2 separate regions of the Triticum aestivum genome follow, and region 1 is linked to region 2. A link is a contact called in public Hi-C data. All regions are on one chromosome and are shown on one strand. The core of a region is the stretch at or near the end of the contact, and the rest is flanking DNA. Distances in the headings are between cores, read along the strand shown.

The links. Hi-C and Micro-C count contacts between places; a contact is called where the count stands out from the background.
Region 1: a Hi-C map of root shows a contact between it and region 2, with 5 times the contacts expected there. The contact joins the promoter of LOC123134540 here to the enhancer-like site in region 2. A contact is called at or near these places in 2 of 5 Hi-C or Micro-C datasets (leaf and root).

The regions. Positions count from the first base shown.
Region 1 is chr6B:602,844,041-602,847,933 of IWGSC CS RefSeq v2.1, reverse strand. It overlaps LOC123134540, which reads right to left and starts at 1,801. Exons shown (of 1, transcript XM_044553776.1): 1 at 875-1,801. The coding sequence starts at 1,668. The coding sequence ends at 1,138.
Region 2 is chr6B:602,611,950-602,615,600 of IWGSC CS RefSeq v2.1, reverse strand. No RefSeq gene overlaps it. Among protein-coding and RNA genes, the nearest start is that of TRNAK-UUU, 29 kb to the right of the region's middle. Within about 2 kb of position 1,535, at least 8 of the 8 cell types and tissues checked have an H3K27ac peak or open chromatin away from gene starts, as enhancers often do. A contact at or near this core is called in leaf and root, where this site is marked.

The sequences.
Region 1 (3,893 bases), core at 552-3,051, 230 kb before region 2:
GCGGAACACTCGGCACAGATCAGCATTGCAGTACCTAACAAAGCCCTGAGACTAGGATTATTATTCATTCCCATGCATGATTGAAATGGACAGCATTGCATGAGCTCGTCACAGACGTGGGTCATGACAAAGTTAAGATGTCACACATATTCATACACCTGAATACCTGATCATGATTGATGAGTATGTCGTATGGTTTTCATATTGTCAAAGCTGGTCTGCGTACTCCAGGAAGGAAACCACTATACCATTCAAAGTGGATGATAAGAGTAGTTTGTACGTATTTTCTGCTCCAATGCGACCTGTATCCACACGACAACCCAGAAGCATTCTATTCTGGTCCGGCGATGGATGGTTGGAGGTTAACATCAAGCAAACCTGTGTGTCTGGAATTCGATGCTGCGGTCCATGATTCTCTTCAGATCACGGTTGGCGCGATGAATTCACATCAATTCTCTACTTGACCATCCAATTCACAGCGAGGAGTAACAGTGATTGATGATCGTTCACATGCATCAGGCCGTGGAACACCTCCAAAAGTGGGGACATGCGTCACAAGATCACGGCCGTCTTCTCTGGTAAGACGTGCTCGGTCGCGACAAGCATCTCTATCTCGGCTGAACGCCTCCAGCCAGAGGTCTCCCGTCGTTTCTTGGGTCGCAATCAGTCCCAGCTGGAACACGCCAAGCTTTTAGAATTCCGCTCAGAATTCCTCTTCTTCTTACCAATCGCCCAAGTTTCCGGCCGGACACTCAACTTTTGTTTATGCAAAACAACGGCGAAATTGCTAATGCGACGCCAAGAAGTCACTGACCAACCATTCGCAAAATCAAACACGAAGAAATTATCAGCCGTAATTGGGGACAAAACTTGATTAAGTACGACAACGAATGTAGCAATCGCTTCTCTTCTTCTTTGTTTTTCTTTATACAGCGACGAACAATCAATCATGGGAGCAGCAGGGGAGGAGAGAAAGAACTGGAAGAAAGAAACGATCCCCATCCGCATCCCGTCCTATGGAGCCGAACCATCCGAGAAAAGGCCACCGTCTTTTTGCCACGCTTTGAAGTTTGACCACCACCGTCGAGCGATACCTTTCCTTTTCCTGTGGCGCGATCCGAGGGGGCGGAGGAGCGGTCAGGCCCGTGGGGCCCCGTCGGCGGGCGGCGGGTGGAAGAGCGGCGGCGCGTCGCGGCCGCCGAGGTCCATGGAGGACTTGGCGGAGGCGGGCGGGGCGGCGAAGCGGGAGGAGAAGTCGCGGTAGCCGCCGGCGTGGTCGCCGGCCTCGGGGGTGGCGCCGTGGCCCTCGTCGAAGTTGAGCGCGTAGCTGAGCGCGTCGTAGTTGAGCTTGCGGCCGCCGAAGTTGTGGTGCGGGCGGGGCCCGCCGGGGCCGCGCCCGAAGCGGCGGATGAAGGTCTTCCAGCGCGGCCCCGCCGCCAGCTCCGACCACTCCCGCACCTTGAGCAGCGCGTCCACCGCGCCCTGCCACCAGTGCTCCTCCTCCCCGCCCAGCGTCGCCGCCGCCCCGCCGACGCGCTGGTGGGAGAGGGCGGAGGACGAGGAGGATGTGGAGGAGGGCCAGCAGGGGAAGCAGCAGCACCGGCTGCCCCGGCGCGCGAAGAAGGCCGCCTCCGCCTCGTCCACCCCGCCGCCGTGGTCGGCGTCCATCGCCTCGCCGCGACCGTGGATCGTGGAAGGAAGGAAACCCCTGCGCCGCCGGGCCGATGCGGTTGGGTCTGGTCTCTTTGCGGCTGTGCGTTTCTTCGGTCTGTTGTGCAGTTGCGCCGTGTCGTGGCAGCGTATGGCGTGCGGGCCTTTTATCGGGAGGCCACCCGCGGGCAGACCGTGGGCGGGGGTGGGGGAGTCAACGGTGGGCGCGGCCGGCTGACGTGGGCCGGAATTCGCGGGGCCCTGACCATCCCTCTATCCCAACCCAACGTTCGCCAAAAAAAAAAATCTCTTAAAAAAACACTGACACGCTTGCTTATATCCTGATGATGGGAAAGAAAAGACACGCTTACTACTTTTCTCCCTCGTCTCGCCGCGGATCAGCAAAGAGGTTACTCGTTGGTACTACTGTCCACTTGGAGTCGTGATAAACATGGCACGGTCCTTCCTAGTACTAGGTCCGATCAACAGGCTGTGCATCTTCTATTATTATCCGCAGATAGAATTGGAGAAGCATTCGGCTTCGGGCTGCTTCACGGTTGTTTCTGACGACGATCTGCATAGTGCGTTATTAGTCACATGAGATTCAGATTCATCCCATGCTTTGTTATCCAAAATGATCACATTATCTGCGCCTTTCGCTTTAATTAACGGTGAAGTGCGCCAGGTGGGATCGGAACGACAGCGCGGACGCAGGGGGGACGAAGCTGGCTGGGACACGTCGGGGTCGGGCGGCCGCCTGCGCTTTGTCCTGCGGGTGACGAGGACCGGGAGATCTTGCTGCCGCCGGTCGTGTGAAGCAGTTGCGAGCGGCGTGCTAGGTCCTCTACGTGCCATTTGCGCTGCGAACGTCCCGCGGATTCGCCGGCACGAGGTTTTGCTTGCAGCTGCACCGCCTCTATTGATTAAGGAATCGGAACTACTGAGCAGCCGACACCCACTGGCCGAACATTGGACGATGCTTTGATCCAGCGGTCGACCTCCACTTTGTGCCATGCATGTATGGTCAGATCAGTAGCACCGTCCAAACATCGGCTGCACACCGTCGTGCGTACTTACGCAGCATGATCATTGCACTGCTGGCTGTACCTGTGCTATACTGCTGGCTGTAGACCAGGGTTGGTCTATCTTTCTTCGTGTCCAGGCCAAGTAGCGGCCTGGATTTCTTCCTTGTGGCCGCAGCTCCAGGCCGATCACAGCAAATTGGCTGTTCAAATATCAGTTTGATCATGGCTGTCGATTCTTCTTTTTAGATTGATGACCAGGTTTCACTTTTGTCTTGGATATAGGGAGGATTTGAGAAAGGACTGCTACTGCTATTGACCGCCCCACTTCAAAAGAGAAGGAAAGAAAGCACATGGACCTGGCCGAGTCTGCATGTTTGGATAAGATCGACCGATCGATCAGCAATGGGCCACAGCAAGCCCAAGGAGTAGGGGATGACTGACGGTCGACTGCCCATGTTTTCTTCATGTCCCGGCTCATCAGACTGCCGTGAGCCCCGAAGGTATATGCTTTAGCGTAAAGTGTGGTTTGCTTTTCTATATTAGGCAACGTCGCTAATCGAAGTGGAACCGCCGGGATGTGCTTCAGCCGGAGGGGAAGGAGACGACAGTGACCTGCGATCGGACAAGACACCACCCGTGTACGCCAGCTTCGCCTCGGTAGTGGCCTTCATGGGACCCAAGCGGCGGTGGTCTCCCATGTTCTACATCTCCTCGATGATGGTGGCAGACGCGGACGTGCGCACCACCGTTTTGTCGATCTCCGTGAAGCCGGCTTCTTTCTCCGTCGGTAGGGTGCGGTTACGAGAATGTTGGCGACAGATGGCGTGATCGCAGACATGGGAGGAGTGATACTACACGGCGTCGTCCACGACAGCCACGATGCCTGTGTCGCCGTGCTCCGCCGCGTGCCGGTCTGGGGCAACTCGCCACTCCTCAGCGAGCTGGCTTGGAGCGGCAAATTGCTGAATGACGCGTCGGCATGGAGCTTCTGCCTCCGCGAGCCAGCCTGCAACGGCCTGGAGCGTTGAGGGTGGTGGAGCAGAGAGTTGCCGGGCTCGTATCCAGCAGGCTCGACGGTCACCCACCCGACTTTTATGTTGGAGAACCCCTCTTCCTGCTTGCTGGATGCCATGAAGATCGTGGAGAAAATTGTGCAACGAGGAGATGGGAGCAGAGTGTGGTGCGATTTTTGCCCCTAGTCTGGCATCGTTTAAATAG
Region 2 (3,651 bases), core at 286-2,785:
CGAGGCGGAGCCGGCCAAGCGCCGGGTTGGCGGACGGAGGCGGCCAGCCGGGATGCAGGGCGGAGCCGGCCAAGCGCCGGGTCGCCGGCTGGAGGCGGCGAGGCCGAGCCGGCACGGGGCCGGGTTCCAGGGAAACCGGCGAGCGCGGGAGCCGGCCGGCCGGGTCGCGCGGGCGCCACGGGAGGCGGCCGAAGAGACCGCGAGCCGGCAAGTGCTCTGGAGGCCAGCGGGGGGGCGAGAGGAGGCCGGGCTCGGGGCCGGCTTGCTGGTGGAGCCGTCCAGCGGAGGAGACGCCTGCGAGGAGGGAGCTGGACCCGGCCGGGTGCGGGGCGGCGCTAGGGAGCCGGACGCGGCCGGGCTCGAGGTGGAGCCGTCGCGCGCGCGGGCCGATAGCAGGCGGCTAGCGCGGATGGGCGCAGGGCGGCAGTGGAGCCGTCCAGTGCGGGAGCCGGCCGAGCGGGCAGGTCCGGTGGGCGGCACGGGAGGCCGGCCAGCGCGGGCCCCTGGCCGCGAGCAGAAGCGGATCCGGCAGCGCGACCCGGCCGTGGGCGGAGGCGGAGCCAGCAGGCGGCAGATGAGGCCGGGCCCGGCGCTGCGGCCGGAGAGGGCGACGAGCGGAGGAGCGTGAGCCCGCAGGGGCGCGGGGCGACCCGGCGGCAGCGGCCCAGCCATGGCGTAGGCGACCGGGCCACAGCAGGGGCGGTAGCCGGGTGAGGCGCGCGGGGCATCGCCGGGAGCGAGCGCGGTGGAGGCCGGGTCGCCGGAAGCCGGCAGGCGGATGGGCAGCCGACCTGCGCAAGCCTGCAGGCGGCCGGGACGGGCGGAGCCGGCGCGGACTCGGCGGAGGCGAGGCGGGGCGATGGAGGAGTCGGCCGAGTCGCCGGGTGCTGGGGGAGCCGCGCACGGGGTCGGGGCAGCGCCAGCGTCCCGAAACCGTCCGCGGGCGGGGAGCCGGGACGTCGGGGCGGAGGCTGCGCGCACGCGTGCAGAGCAGAGGTGATCCGGGGTGACCGCGGGCGTTGACAGCTGCGGACCGGCAGGCAGGCGGCCGGGCCACGAGCGGAGCCGCGCGCAGGAGGAGAAGGCGACCGCAGGGGGCCGGCGCGGTAGCTGCACGGTGCAGAGGAGCAGAGCGAGGCGCTGGCGCCTCGAGGGAAGGCCTGTGCTTGAGCAGCACGGCGGCCTGGCCAGCCGCACGAGAGCGGCCGCGGCCGGTGGTGGTGATGCGCGTATGAGGAAGTAGCAGCGCGGACGGGGCAGCCAGACTATGGGATTTATTCGAGTAGCATCTGACTAATGTATAGCCATTATCTGACTACTATCCGCGTAAGAGATGACCATTGTCTGGCTTGTGTCTGGGGATTATCTGGCTAACCAACGTATAGGTAGTGTATGATTTTTTGTCAAAAGAGACTACCTGCCGGATTGAAATGACGAAAAAGACCACCTCTGAGTAAGATTGACAAAAAAGACCCCCTCGCCGTGGCGGCAGGCACGCCAGGCAACACGTGGCACCTGCCGCCATGACGTGAGGCGGCCGGCCACGCTGCCATGCTGCCAGTTGCTTGCTATGGGATTCCAGACCGGCGACGGAACGGGGACGAGCTCGTGGGCCCGGCCGCCACCGTATGAGGCGGCCGCACTGCTGCTGCCTGACAGCGCTGCTGCCGCACGCGATGGAGGGGTGGGCCCCGCCGCCACGGCCTGGGGCGGCCGCACTGCTGCTCTACATGCCGTCGCGAGAAGTGTCGTAGCCCGGAATCTGCATGATACAATTATCCATCCCATCCATGCCTGCAACATATATACCTAAGGCTTTTTGTTTTTGCAATAGTATATGTATGTTTTCCCATGACGTGATGCGTCGTCCTCAATGGACACAGTGTTCTATTCGCCTGTATGGAGCAGCATGCATTGTCAATGCGGTGTAGTCTTGCACACAGATCAACATAAATTTATACGCGTGTACTGTAGCATGCTCTAGCTAGTGACGTCTCGACACGTAGCCCACACAGACCGTCCTGGGGCTGGCACCGATCGGCCCGCGTGCAGCAGCGGCAGTGCGGCCGCCACAGGGCGTGGCGGCGGGGCCCACCCCTTCGTCGCGTGCGGCAGAAGCTGTCAGGCAGCAGCAGTGCGGCCGCCTCATACTGTGACGGCCAGGCCCACGAGCCCGTCCCCGTTCCGTCGCCGGCCTGGAATCACGTAGCGAGGGACTGGCCGCCTGGCAGCGTGGCGGCGGGGCTGGCTGCCTCACATCATGGCGGCAGGTGCCACGTGTCGCCTGGCGCACCTGCCGCCATGGCGAGGGTTTTTTTTTTGTCGATTTGATTCATAGGTGGTTTTTTTGTCATTTTAACCCAATATGGGGTCTCTTTTGACGAAAAATCGGTAGTGTATGGCATGGTTTGACCATTGTTTGACATGCCTCTAGCTAGCTCGCAAAGATAGCATATGGAGGGGCGAGCACTCGTTTCGGCAGGAGCAAGGCGCAACGCGGAGGGAAGCAGACGCGAGCGACGCGTGGATGGCCACGGCCGACCGAAACGAGGCCCCGCGCGCAGCACGCACGCGGACGGACGGTCGGCGTTGCGGTGGTGGTGAAGAAGGCAAGGCCGATGGCGAGGTCACGCCGCCCCTCACGGCCATTCCGGGGGCATGTCGATGTCGAGCCCCCGACCGCTATTAGAGAGACGGCACGACGTCGCGATGATGACGAAAGTGGTCCCGCCCGGACTGCGAAACCAGCAGCAGCGTGGTAGCGTAGTAGTAGTACCACACCACGGTGGGCGCCAAATGTCGTGGCATTCTCACGGGGGGTGTTGCAAGACGACATATACCACAAGGGCTTAGTGTGAGGGTAAGACTGTTGCTGATAGGACCGGGAGCGGGTATGCGAGTAGCACGCGGTGGTATACCCAGCTTCGGAGCTCTTCGGAGAGGTAATACTCCTACTGCTGCATGTCTGAGTGTATCTGGTATATCTGGTATAGAGTGCTCCTTGAGCTATATCTAAGGTCAGTGCCATAGGCATCTGGCCTCGTATATGTGTGTATGGCCGCATGTGCCTGAGCATGCATGCGTGAGTGTGTGGCTGGCTAGCTAGCTCTCTTGCTAGGTAGCTTGCTTGTGTGTACGCGTGAGTCTCCATGGAGCCATTGTGGCCGTGGGAGTCCATCCCGTGGATGGATGGATGTGTGCCTTTATATAGGCATGGCTAGCTTATTTCTTAAGCTAGGTGAGTGGCGTGGGGGGCAAGTGGGCATGGTGCACCATGCCCATAAGAGGTGTGGTGCATGTCATGCTTGTCCCCTGGGCACTTTATAAAATAGTGTCAAGGGAACCGGTACACTGTAGATGACGTCGCAGTATGGCCGTCTCGTTGATGTCTTGTCGGTGTCGGGTCGGCTGGTGGGCGCAGTCGGCAGCCGGTAGCCGGCCGGGCAGAGCAGTCGGACGGGGAGCCGGCAGGAGCGGCCGGGCAGTCGGACTGAGGGGCTTTGCTAGCCCCGATGTCTTGAAATATTGTCTTGCCGTCTTCGGGGTACCCGTGGTCAATTACTCCGACAACATACTCGACCGCTCGTGCCAAATTCACGGCACCCCTGATAAGCCAGCCAACCACACTAACAGAGATTGTTGGGTGTTCAA